2 separate regions of the Triticum aestivum genome follow, and region 1 is linked to region 2. Evidence: chromatin contacts called from public Hi-C data. All regions are on one chromosome and are shown on one strand. Each heading gives the region's core, a stretch centred on a gene start, on an enhancer-like site or on the middle of the called end of the contact. The rest is flanking DNA. Distances are from core to core; before and after follow the strand shown.

Evidence for each region. A called contact is a pair of places that touch in the nucleus more often than the background predicts.
Region 1: a contact with region 2 is called in a Hi-C map of leaf, with 3 times the contacts expected there. The contact joins the promoter of LOC123164664 here to the promoter of LOC123165301 in region 2. A contact is called at or near these places in 2 of 5 Hi-C or Micro-C datasets (both in leaf).

Annotation. Positions count from the first base shown.
Region 1 is chr7D:184,509,993-184,517,034 of IWGSC CS RefSeq v2.1, reverse strand. It overlaps LOC123164664 (serine/threonine-protein phosphatase 4 regulatory subunit 2), which reads right to left and starts at 2,639. Exons shown (of 8, transcript XM_044582210.1): 1 at 2,442-2,639; 2 at 1,390-1,937; 3 at 59-139. The coding sequence starts at 1,919.
Region 2 is chr7D:184,254,391-184,261,186 of IWGSC CS RefSeq v2.1, reverse strand. LOC123165301 reads left to right here and starts at 1,464. Exons shown (of 10, transcript XM_044582928.1): 1 at 1,464-1,779; 2 at 1,942-2,050; 3 at 3,387-3,579; 4 at 3,881-4,017; 5 at 4,134-4,422; 6 at 4,502-4,608; 7 at 4,769-4,943; 8 at 5,041-5,236; 9 at 5,325-5,565; 10 at 5,665-6,053. The coding sequence starts at 1,686. The coding sequence ends at 5,896. It overlaps LOC123165302 (39S ribosomal protein L46, mitochondrial), which reads left to right. Exons shown (of 6, transcript XM_044582929.1): 4 at 1-23; 5 at 442-564; 6 at 731-1,248. The coding sequence ends at 883.

The DNA.
Region 1 (7,042 bases), core at 1,390-3,889, 250 kb before region 2:
AAAGTATGTAAATTCATCAGGGATTGGAATCTAGGGGGCAATGGATCCAGTATTATACCAGAACTTCCCCGTCTCAGCTATAACTTCGATGATGGCTCTCATTTCCTCAGGAGTAACATTGACAACTCCTTCATCATCCCTATATAATGAAATACATTTTTCAAATGTTTAGAACCAAATAAAAAAACTGGATTCAGCAAATTGTGTATTTAAATATTAACAAGTTGAAATATCAAAATGTCTAGCTATGTTACTGCAATTTTAAGTCAATGAGTTTAAGATAAGAGTATATGTATGTGTTGCAAGAAAAAATAATTCCATCTTACAGTCATAGCATGAATTTTAAAGGCCAAATATATCACTGACTAGTTAAATAAACTTAACCCGATGCAGATCGAGTGTGAGAACATGAAAGGGGGGAAGGTATGTACTTGCTTGTTCTGTTATCTTGTGTCCAAACAGATTTTTATTTCTATATTTGAAATGCACTGAATATGCATTAGTGTGAACCATCTATACTTGTATGGGTGAGTGCTCATATTTTCCTCACACATACAATCTGTCTTGATATAACATATAAGTGAACACTCTCCCACCTCCCGTGTGAGTGAGGTGAGAGAAAATGCCTATATATGGTTCCTCGAAGAAAAGAAGATGCACACATCTCTGCACTCATAAACATTTAATGCAATTTCTATGTTTGTTGAAATCAGAAGCAATATGGAATTACGAACTTGGTTCTATTCAAGCATATCACCAACTTGGCAACAAGCTGACAGCGATCACAATGAATATACAACATCACCAATACAGTATTGATATGGCATGGGAAAAGACAGCGATCACAATGTAGTGATGTAATAGATCTAAACAAACTACAAATTCTAGGGAAATACAGGGTTGGATAAACATTTGAATGCAAACCATACAGAAAAGAAAGTGAGAATGACCCCAAAGAAAAGGCATAGCCATGGGGTGATGTGATAGTGCGAGTCTGCAAGAGAAAAGAAGTGATTGCGTGTTTAATGGACGGGAAAATGTGTGTCGCCACAATGGTTGTTGGATTCTTATTTCACCATTCTTTAACTTTACTTGCATTCAGGTTAGCTGGTATGCACAAGCATCTACCTGGCCTCGCTTCAAGCTCATACGAACAACCAATGCAGCAATAGCCACGCGTCACACATCCCTCAGTGATACCCAATTATTGTCCAGGTAACATGGGCATCTTTATCCTCTGTACTCTACATCTCTACCCAAGTACCCATGCATGCACATATAAGTTTCACTACCTAACAATCATTGAAAGCTTCTCGTGAAAAGGAAAAGGACAATAATTAAAGCTAGATCTACAGAACCACAGTGGCCACATAAATTTGAATGGATTACCCGTGCTTCCTGTCCTGGGTAGCCGCATCCTCGATAGGATGATCCGCGTCAGCAGCTGCTTCAGTCGTCACCATGGGTGCTGCCACGCTGTCAGCACGCTGGTCTGCATCTACATCTGCTTCAGTCATCACCATGGGCGCTGCCACGGCGTCAGCACGCTGGTCTGTGTCGACAGCCTCCTCTGGAACCACCACAGGCACTGTTGAGCCCTCAACACGCTGGTCCGCGTTGACAGCTGTCTCTGGCACCACCATAGGCACTGTCGAGCCCTCGATATGCTGGTCTGCGTTGACAGCTGCCTCTGGCACCACCATGGGCGCTGTTGAGCCCTCGACATGCTGGTCCGTGTTGACAGCCGCCTCTGGCACCACCATGGGCACCGTCGAGCGCTCGACATGCTGCTCTGCGTCAACAGCCGCCTCTGGCACCACCATGGGCACCGTCGAACCATCCACATGCTGACCTGCATGGTCAGCCGCCTCCGGAGCCACCATGGGCACCGTCGAGTTCTCCGTCGCTGCACCCTCCATTCCCAACTCTTCCGGTAACTGCAGAATGGCAACAATTGTTAGACAAGAAATTCAGGTATTCACCACATCGTCCTGATTCCCTTAAACATCACTAATATTTCCACATCCTAGCTATCATAGGCAGTGACAGTCTCGTCATCTTCCCCGCATCTCCCATGGAAGCACCCCTTCCCCATCTCAAAATAAAGATTCATCTCAGCACTAACCGCCACATGCTAGCTCCCCTGCACCGCGCCCCCAACCCTAGCAAGCTCATGGCCACGACGTATCCGCGCCCGAACAGCATGTACCACCACCAATCACGCCCAAATCACGGAACGGACGACCGCATCGATGCAATGCTACGGCACCGAACCAGCACCCACGTAATATCCGGGACTCGAGCCTCCCCGTGCCCAATCAACAAACGCGGCAACAAGCACGCCCCCGATCCAAACCAGCAAAGGGAGGGCTCCGCGGAACCCGAAAGCCGGGAGAAGCGAGAACCAAGGAGTGCGGGAAGGGGGGGAAGGAGGGGCGCACCTAGGACCTCGCTTTCCTGCGGCGGGTGGCGGAGTGGTGGCCGGCGGGGCGAGCTCCGTGCGGCGGCCTGAGGAGCGGCGAGTGGGAGGCCGGCTGCGCGAGGGGCCTGCCTGGCTGGCCACCTGGCTAGGGTGGATCAGGACGAGAGAAGGTTGGGTGCGGCGGCTTCAGGAATCAGGAATCAGGATCGAACTATTACAAAACAAGTAATTAGCCACCATCCCTCCAAAAAAAAAAGTAGTTAACCACCTACGGCTTTCCACAGCGATCTGACGGCTGTTTCAACGTCCCAGATACCGTGAGCATCCCCGCACTGCGTAGCCTCCCGTCTTTTACGGTCAAGTCCAATGTAAGAGCATCTCTAACAGCCGGCTCCAGCGGGCGCGCAAAAAACGCGCGCGGGGCATATCTAGTTCAGCGCGCGGACCGAAACTTCATCGCGCGCCGCTTATTTGCTGCGCCCGCCCCCGCGCGCTCGCTCGCAACTCGACCCTCCCATCCAGCCGCGGCGCCGCCGCCGCCCGCGCCACCCGGCAACCGTTCCGGCGCTTCCCCGGCCTATCCCCGCGCCGCGGCGGCTTCCTCCGCCCCCCTCTAGTCACCGCCGCCCCTCGCGCGCATCCGTCCTCCGACGAACAGCGCCCGGGCGCTCGCTGCCGCTCGGCGCCCGCAAGGTGTTCGACAAAACGCCTACAAGGTATGTATTGCTCAAACTTCATGAATTTGATGCATATTGATTGTAGTTTTTATAGCATAGTATTGAACATTGTAGATGAATTCGTCGTATGATTCTTCCGAAGAAGAATTTGATATGGAAGAGGAGGAGGATCTTGCAATGATCCTAGCTATGCACATCAATAAAAAACCAAAGCACGGTGGTTCGGTTATGGATCGGCAGAAAATTTGGAGGGATAGGATCGATGCCCACAACAGATTAATCAGGCATTATTTTGCGAAGAATCCCACATACCCCGAGTCGTATTTTAGTCGCCGGTTTAGGATGAGCACCGAGTTGTTCATGCGCATTGCAGAGAAACTAGCGAGCCATGACCGATTTTTTCAACAAAGGAGGAATGCCGTCGGAGAGCTCGGGCATAGCACCTTTCAAAAGGTGACAACCGCTTTGCGTATGTTGGCATATGGTATCCCGGCTGATCTAGTTGATGATCACTTGGCTATGGGTGAGAGCCAAGCCATCATGTGTGTCAAGCGCTTCGCAGTCGGAATTGTGCAAGTGTTTGGCCAGGAGTATTTGAGATCTCCCAATGCTGAAGACGCCGCAAGGCCATTGGAGATGAACAAAGCTCGCGGCTTCCCTGGTATGCTTGGCTCAATAGATTGCATGCATTGGAGTTGGAAGAATTGTCCAAAGGCATGGAATGGGCAATTCCACGGCCAAAAAAGGGTTCCACTATAATCCTTGAAGCGGTGGCTGATCAAGAGACTTGGATTGGCATGCATTCTTTGGAATACCTGAATCTTTGAATGACATCAATGTTGTCAACCGGTCACCACTGATGAATAAGATTGCAAATGGTGATTTGCCACCGATGCAGTTTGTAGCAAATGGTCGTACATACAACTATGGCTATTATCTAGCGGATGGCATCTATCCAAAGTGGCAAACCTTTATGAAGCCGTTGAAAAAGCCGGAAGGTAAGAAAAATCTTGATTTCCACAATGCTCAGGCGGTGGCTAGAAAAGATGTGGAGAGAGCTTTTGGGATTTTGCAAGCCCAATTTGCTATTGTGAGAGGACCGGCTAGATTTTGGGATCAAAAAATGCTTTGGTACATCATGCACGCTTGTGTGATCATGCACAACATGATTATCGAGAATGAGCGTGGCCAAGATATAGACTACTCTCAGTATGAACTCTTGGGACATCCCGTGCGAGTGCGACGGAGGGTTGAAAGGGTGGCCCGTTTTGTTGCCTCCTATCATGCCATTCGACGTCCCGCGGTGCATGATGATCTTCAGAAGGATCTCATTGAGGAGTGGTGGGCATGGAATGGACGACAAAGAGCATCATGATTTGTGTGTTCGATATTGTATTGCTGAACTATTTGTTGTGTTATTGCACTATTTGTTGTATTGAATGATAAACTGTTTGTTTGAGTTGTAATAACGAAATTGAACTATTTATTGTTGATTTATTTTGTTTGTGTTTGATCTTTTTGCTTCTATTTTGGAATGCATATGTTGTTTGTGCGAGAGTCGCGCGCGCTGCATTTTTGCGCGCTGCAGGAGCTGCGCGCGCGCTGCATTTTAGCACGGCTGCTGGAGCCAGCGCTGCCCGCCGCGCAAACCAGGCGATGGGCGCGCGGCAAAATAGTTTTTAGCGCGCGGCGCGTTCGGTGGCTGTTGGAGATGCTCTAATCGGGCTGCTACTCCTCAGACCAACCTGGCCGAGAATCCTTGGGCCACGCGGGCACGAAGGGGTGACTCTTTTATCGGGCTATTTCTTTTTTTCGAGGGTATGCCAAAGGTGTACTTTAGCTTTATAGAAGAGAGAAAAATATGTACAAGAGATTACAATAGCGCTGGTTAAGAGTCACAATCCGACCCTAACCAAGCCTTCACTCCACTCCTCACGCTACTCTACTACTCAGATACAGGTTGTCCTCCAAACGCTCCTGCCGTGGCCCAAGTCCTCAAGTCGTCGAAGATCATGTCCATCGTATCCCACTCGTTCTTGATCTGGCCCGATCCGAACACCCTCGCGTTCCTCTGCTTCCATAAAGTCCAGTAGATAAGCATTACGAACGTGTCAAATCCTTTCCGAGTTTGCTTGTGTATTCACTTTCTGGCTTCTGACCACCATTGCACCAACCTAGAGTCATTTGCTGGGCATAGCTTCATCCTCAAGCCCATCCTAGCAATGCAACTAGACCACACTTGCCGCGAGAAAACACACTGCTGCAAAATGTGGTCGACCGTGTCTTCCTCCTGGTCACATAGATAGCATTTTGATGTTTGGTCTTGCAACCCATGTCTAGTCCTTCTATCTGACGTCCATAATCGATATTGTACTGCCAGCCACATGAAGATCTTACACACAAGAGGTGCCCAACATTTCCAGATGGCTCCGAAGGAGTGGAATCGGACTCCTCCCTCACAAAGCATCTTATATGCTGAAGATGCAGAGTAGACTCCACACACATTCCACGCCCAAATGGGGTTGTCCTCAGTCTGAGCGTCAAGTTGCACCTCCGAAATGATCTCCCAAAGTCCGATGAACTGGGTTAGGCCCTCCATGCATAAGTTATCCACCACATCGTTCATCCATGCGTGCATGCACATAGCATCACACACCAACCTCCTGTTGGCCACTTGGGTACGGACTGTCGCCGCGACCAGAGGGGCAATATCCATGATGGTTGCGCCGTGGAGCCACCGATCTTTCCAAAACAGTATTTTGTCTCCCGCTCCCACCTTCCATTTGACCAGGCTCCCAAAAGTTTGATCTACCATTTTGTCCGCGGCCAAGTTGAGACCCTGCCAAGGCTGGATGCATCCGTACGTCAGAGCCATTCCCATCTTAATCTTAGATGCCATGCTTAAAGAGGTCAATGACGCCCAACCCTCCCATGTGCTTTGGCCTACATACTCTTGCCCATGATACCACACATTTGCCGCCATGCACTTCCTCTGTCCCGGCCCAGAAGAAGGCCCTACATCCTCTGTCCACTCTTTCCAGAGCCCATTTAGGCGCCTCCGGAATCATGAGATGATGAGTGGCCCGCGCTCTCATGACTTGGTTGACAAGGATAAGCCTTCCAGGTCTAGTCACCAAGCCCCTTTGCCATCCCGGCAGGATGTGCAAGGCCGCATCCACCACCGGCTGCCACTCAGATCTTTTGAGCTGTCTTATGCTTAGCTAGAGCCATAGATATTTGCACGGGAAAGAGGTAATCTTCTAGGGTAGCGCCGACTTAACAAGCTCCTCATCCTCATCCTCCGCACGGATCATGATTGCCGCTGATTTGGCAAAATTCACTTTAAGCCCGGATGCCACTCCGAAGATGGTGAGAGTTTCCTTAACGAACAGGAGGTCTGGCCATGTGGGTTTGATGAAAAGAACCACATCATCCGCATATAAGGACAAGCGCTGCATCAGGCTACATCCATTGATGGTACTCATCACTCGAGCCTCATGTGCCTTGATAATGATTGTCGTAAGTACATCCATGGCAATAACGAAAAGCAAAGGTGAAATCGAATCCCCTTGCCTCAGACCCTTGGTGTGCATGAACTTGTCACCTGCACAGCCATTCACTATCACTCTCGAACTGGCAGTAGTCAGAAGAGTGGCGATCCATGATATCCACCGCTCCGAAAACCCTTTGGCTCGTAACACTTCGAACAGGAAAGGCCACTCCAGGGAATCAAAAGCTTTGGTTATGTCAAGCTTCAGCAGCACTCCGTTCGCTTTCCTTCAATGCATCGAGCGAGCCATTTGCCTCACCAGAAGGAAGTTATCATGTAAGCATCGCCCCTTGATGAATGCGGACTGCTTCGCATGAACGAGCTCTCCCATGCGTGGTCTGAGTCTTGCGGTTAGGAGTTTGGAAGAAATCTTGGGCATGTTGTGCACAAGGC
Region 2 (6,796 bases), core at 215-2,714:
AAAATGAAGACTCTTTGCGTTTGGTATGCACTTCCTAAAAAAGCCTTCTAATTTTTATTAGATGATCCATGCTTTAGTTCACTTCCAGTTTATTTCCTTGTACTCCCTCCGTTTCTTTTTACTCCGCATATAAGATTTGGTCAAAGTCAAACTACACAAAGTTTGACCAAATTTATATAAAAAAATATGAACATCTAGAATATTAAAACTATATAGTATGAAAATACATTTCGTGGTGCATCTGATAATGTTGATTTCATATTGTCAATGTTTATATGTTTTAATATAAAGTTAGTCAAACTTTACAAAGCTTGACTTTGACCAAACCTTATATGCAGACTAAAAAGAAACGGAGGGAGTATTATTTGATAAATTTCTGGTAGTATAAAATTGTAGTTTCATAGTATCATGCGTATTCATATTGTGTGTATTTGATTTCAGTGTGCCGAGTCAGCCCTAAAATCTGTTCTCGGCGGGCTCGACAATACATATTTTGTTGGCAACGCTCCAATGGCTCACATGGTAACTGAACAAAAAGAGGATTCCACTGTTTCACCATTCAAGGTATTTCTTGGTTCACCATTTTTTCTTCTTCTACTAGTACTAGAATACACATAGGACGGGTATCATTGATTAAAAGAAGACTTGTTTGCATTTTGTCAAGCAATCGGCATATTAGTTTTGATGCAGTGTCACCCGATGGTCTCTTAATCCTGTTATATGCATCTAGCAGCGGTTCTTCTTCAAGTCGCAAGTGATCGGCACCACGCATTTGGACATCAGGAGGTGCGAGGACCACGCGTGGGTGACCAAAGCTGAGTTGCTGGAATATTTTCCGGAGCACAAGGATCTCTTGAACAAGATGATCATTCACGTAAGATAGATGATAGCTTTAATCTGTCGGGGGCGGCGACGAAGCGGAGGCCATCTGAACATGGAGCGCTGCTTGTCCTGTGTACCGGTTTCCAGCCACCACCATCTGGGCCGCAAGCGTTTGTCGAAAGAGTGAAACCCCAGAATTTGTTGTTTGCATTTTTAGACAAAAAAAAAATGCACGCTAGCTTAAGCTTTACTACAGGCTCTTCTCCCGTCACATGCTATACCTGCTATTTTTTTGGGTGAAATAATTGATGGGGTGCAAGTCTGTTGTCCCTATTTCCTGACGTTTGTGACCGGTCAACTTAACCAACGCAAAGGCGCTTGAATTGAACGTGTAATGTCTATTTTCAAGTTTCTGCAGTTCTGAAACCCTATGATTCCTGCCGCTGAAGCACTAGTATTTTTTGACTTTGACCTATCTTCATTTCTCTCTTCACAACATGGACCAAAAGGAGACGAGAACACAATCTTGTTGATGCGTATGACTACAAATTGGCGCAAGTCATAGGAATTTTCCCTTGTGCGTTGAAACTCTTGAGATCTGCTGCAGGGAAACAGGTGTGCTCGCCATGGCCTTTGGAGTAGAAAATTATGCGTGTGCTGGAGAGCGCCCCATGCAGAGCAGCACGTGTCGCGCCACGGCAGCTCCACAGCACACCGCTCGGGACTCTCACCTGCCGACAGGGACCTCCGGCTTCTTCCTTTTCCTTCTTCCCTTTCTCTGGGTTTCAAGCTCTGGTTCGTTCTCGTCAGGCTCAGGGGTCAGGGCAAGAGGAAGCAACTGGTTGGCTGGCTGCTGCTGATCCATGAACGTCCCGGTGGGCTTCATCGCCAAGCTCTGGAGCCTCGTGTCATTCTTGCCCTTCTTCGTCCTCCTCCTGCTGCTCGGCTCCGCCAAAGGTAACCAACCAACACCATCCCCGCCTCCCCCTGTCCTCTAATGTCCGAGGCGGTTACCGCTGCCTTGTCCTCCAAGTCGGAGTAGTATTCGTTGTGTTCATGATACTTGATACCCATCCTGACGATGGCTGAGAAAGTGTGCGTGTTTCTTTTTATTTGCAGCTCTTTTGATCGGCCCGGTCGTCGCGGCCATCGTTTTCCTCGGCGATTCAGCCGTCATCATCGGCCTGTGGCCTGCGCATTTCGTCTGGACGTACTGCTGCGTGCTAGCGTATGCCGACTTACTTTCCCCACATTTTTTATTCGTTTATTCATTACATGTGTATAAAATGCCAGCCGAGCCACACACCAAAACACCGCGGCGAGGCCTGGGGCCGGAAGGGAAAGGGGAAGGGATAGGGTAGGAGCAATGTATGTGCTGCCAGTGTGTCTTCATCCTCCTCTCCCCTCCCTAAGATGTATGTCTTCTCAAGTGCTCATCGTTTTTTCCCTTCCCCTTCAATGCTTGTACAGGACATCTGTGCAGATGGGCCGCAGGAGATCGAAGGCGTACTCGCCAGTGCCTGTTCCCGAGGACACCGATTGTGAGCACGGCGCTCAACTCCATCATGCCCTTGCGGGGTGCTGGAATCCTCTCATCAAAGGTGTGCTCGCTTGTATCGGCAAGGAGGATCTGTGCAAGTTAAAAGTTAAAAGTGTTAGGAACAACAACCGCATTTTCCCCATGGCTCTCATTAGGATAGATCCAACCAACAGCCGCAATTCTAGGAAAGTAGCCAAAGCTATAGGGCACCCCCCATGTCCATCATCATGGTTCTTGGATCTATCCTAAAAATGGGAACCATGCTGAAAATGCGGTTATTGTTCCCTAGCACTTTTAAACTTGAACAGATCCTCCACGCCGGTACCAACAAACACACCTTTGATGACAAAGAGGATTCCAGTACCCCACAAGTGCAGCATGATGGAGTTGAAGTAACGCCGTGTTCACAACTGGTGTCCTCTTCATGGAAGAAGGAGCTCCATTGGGAGCAGGTACTGGCGAGTACGCCTTTGATCGCCCACGGCCCATCTCCACGGATGTCCTGTACAAGCATTGAAGGGGAAGGGAAATGGATGAGCACTTGAGGAAACTATATCTTAGGAGGAGAAGAAGATCGAGGATGAACACATTAGCAGCACATACCTTGCTCCCACACTATCCCTTCCCCTTCCGGCCCCAGGCCTCGCTGCAGTGTTTTGGTGTGTGGCTGCAGCGCTTGGTCCAGACCGGGCATTTTATACACATGTGCCACAACCCGATGTGCTCGGTTCAGGAATTAATGGCCTGGATTAGGCTGAAACCGTTTTGTATTGTTCATCGCATATGGGCACCCAGGCGGTCTACGTTTTCTAGAGAAAACCGTTACATGCTGCTACACCACACTTTGCCACTACATCTTCAGTTTTTTTCATCATGCCGACTCCCCCCCACATTTTTCTCTTTAATGCCTGCACGCCTAAACAAATTTAAATTCCTAAACGAGTTAAAATTTGCTGGATAAGTTTGAGTGAAACGTTGTGTTGGTCGTATGTGATCAAACTATTCTGCAAACTCTGGTTTGTAGCACGAAGCGAATTGGGCCGGTTCTGAAGATCCTTGCCGTGGTATTCCTGCCACTGCCGTTGCTCCTGTTGCCGGTGCTTGGCATTGTAGGGAGCCTTCTGGTTGGTATCGGTTATGGAGTGTTCACTCCCCTCATGGCGACTTTTGAGGCTGTTGGCGAGGGTGTCGCGGACAAGCTCTCTCATTGCTTTTTGGTACGTACGTGCTGCTGAAACTTGGAATGTGGATTTGGTTCATTAAGTTTTCTGGATGTACTACCCCGACTTCAAAATGAGGACATGCATGTTTTTCAAGATTTAATTTTGACCATCAACGTTATACCAGTGGACACAAATTTGATGGTATAATTTTTGTGGCACAAAATCCAAAATTTATTGGTTAAATTCATGTTTGAACTTGAATTTTGAAAAGCGTGTGTGCCTTCTTTTCCGAGTCTGAGGGAGTACTACAAATCAAAATAATGCGTCCAATTAACGGAGTAATGCTATGTCACAGGATGGTACTGCTAGCACAATAAGGGGAGCTTGTATGGTGGTGCGTGATGTTACCGACTTCTGCTTCCACTCATACTTCTCCTTCATGGACGAGCTTTCCGAGAAAATGGGGGATGACGAAGAACCTACTGACATCAAGTATATGACATGTTAAATATTCATGTCGTCAAAATGGAGAATCGGGTCCTAATTATGCACTCACCTTGAAACATCCTCTAGCACTAATACATTCTGCTTGTCTTCTATGATTGAAGGTTGTCTTATCTACCGCGGAGCTTCCTTGTTGCGCTGGTTGCCGTTCCTCTGGATGTATTGATGATTACTGGGGTGGCATTGTGGAAAAGCCCCTGCATGTTGTTGAAAGGATGGCAAAGACTCTGCGAGGATCTAGTAGGGAGGGAAGGGCCTTTTCTAGAGACTGTTTGTGTCCCTTTCGCTGGTTTGGCCATTATATTGTGGCCGCTTGCCGTCATTGCAGGAGTGATTGCATCATTTCTTAGCAGCTTCTTCTTTGGCCTCCATGCTGGATTAATTGCTTATCAGGTCTTTTATTGTTAAATAATAGTGAACCTCTTTCGACTCACTTGAACCACTACTTATACATCTCTGTAATCGTGTGCAGGAGGCTTCATTTCAAATGGGGCTATCATACATGATCTCTGCAGTAGCATTGTATGATGAATACACAAATGATCTTCTTTATTTGAGAGAAGGTTCTTGTTTGCCAAGGTGTGATTTAGCAGTTATTTTTACTGCGATTATGGCTTCATATGTTAGAAGTTTGTTAGTACTTAGTTGCATGACCTCCTTTTTCCATGCATAGCAATATTTTTAGAAGATCATGCATAGCAATTATTCTACTTGGCAGTAAACTACTTCCAATAGACAGGCCCAAGTACCGGAAAGCGGGTTCTGCGAAGTATGAGACCGGCCGCAACAAAGATGAGCACAACGTTACAGCTGCATCTGCAGAGAAGCAACATCAAGGCCAGCGTAAGCATAGGAGGGTTCTACACCGGTCAAAGACATTCATGGAAACTATCCAAAGACTAAGACCCATTCAAGTACATGAACATCTCGTCGTCTTCAATGATCTATACGATTATATCTCTGCTCTAACAGCTAAGATTAACCATTCTCTCGACGACTGAACTTGCACAGATATGGGATTGGCTCTTCCGATCTTGCGAGATAAATGGGAGGATATTACTGAGCGAGGGACTGATAAGCTCTGAAGATATAGAGGAATTTATAACCAAAGGAAAGGGAAAGAAGCTGAGCATAAAACTACCTGCCTGGTGCATCCTTCACTGTCTGATACGATCCGCGAAACACGACACGCACGGTTTGCTCATATGTATGCATGATGCCCTGGCAGCCTTAGCATAACATTAAGGAATTTAAAACTTCATGGTTCATGGTTACCATTTCCTTGTTGGTTGCAGCTGATGACGTTGAGGTGACCAACTTCAATTGGCCAAAGGACAAGGTGTTCGACTGGATGCTCGGACCACTGCTGGTTCTGAAGGAGCAGATGAAGAAACTGGAGCTCACCGAAGACGAGGAGCTGTGCTTGCAGAAGCTCATCATGACGAACGCGAACGAAAAACCGTCGGATTGGGACGACTGCGGTTTCCCGTCAAGCGACGGCGTGAAGAGAGCTCAGCTACAGGCGATCATCAGAAGGTGTCTTTTTCTATACACCCTTCCAACTTTGCCACAGTCAACTCCCAAATATAAATTTGAAACAGCTACAGAATGAGTAACATATTCATCAATCAACAGGTTGCAAGGGATCGTGGCCAATATGTCCCGGATACCGAGCTTCAGGAGACGGTTCATGAGCCTGGCCAGGGCACTGTACCTGGAGGCGATCGACGCGGGCACCATCGACGGGTCGCGGAAGGTGGAGCGCAAGGTCAAGGCTGACATCGCCTCCGAGGAACTTCAGAGCAGAGATGTCGGAGATACGAAGGGTTCATCGAATGGGACGTCTGTGGACGTTGACATGGTCTGATGTTGTTGTGCTGTGCAAACATATTCTTTTGCAGAACTCTCTACCTGCTGCGATGTGCATTAGTTGTTTTATTAGACGTTGGTAACACGGATCACGCAACGCGTGGACACGATGGATGACTGTGCCTGCTGGGATCAGATTGCTCTGTTTCTTTTTATTCTGCTGCGGGTCCAGGGTAGAAATGGTGAAAGCTGAGAGAGTGAATGTGTCTTTGTCCTTTTTTTAAACGGAGGCAAAAGATTTGCCTCATCTATTAAATGAGAGAAGAATAGAGTTTAAGTCGGTTACAGGTTCTCACCCCACACGGCATGGCAATTACTTGCTTAATACAATTTTTCCTAGTTTCTTAGCACCGGCGGTAACCCAAAGGCACTATTTTGAGGAGGATCAGGGGTGGCGCGCTCTTGTGCCTGAAAATCCTAGCATTTCGCTTGTTTCATATAGTTGAAGACACTAGCATGGTAAGGGAGGTCATAGCTTCCTGTTGGGATTCGTAATGTCGGTTCTCCTATCCCACCAACCGAAGAGCGACTCATGAAGATGCCAAATGGTGGTGTCTATGTGCACGAGCCTATATTTTGCGATGACCATGTTTCAAAGCCTCGTGGTGAAACGACATTTTGACGAAGAGGTGGATGCCCGTTTCTTGTTCTCTTTTGTAAAGAGGGCATATGCCACAATTTGGCCAACCTCGGCGCTCCAAGCGATCGGTGGTCCAAATCCGGCCTTGCAAGACTAGCCATGCGAAGAACTTAACCTTTAGGGACGCCCAAACCTTCCAAACCATGAAATTCATGGGAGAGAGAGTCAAACTAAGGAACTGCGCCTTGTAGGCGGTGGCCGCCGAGTATATCCCGTCCAAGGAGTCCTTCCAAACAATGTCATATTCGGCAAACTCGT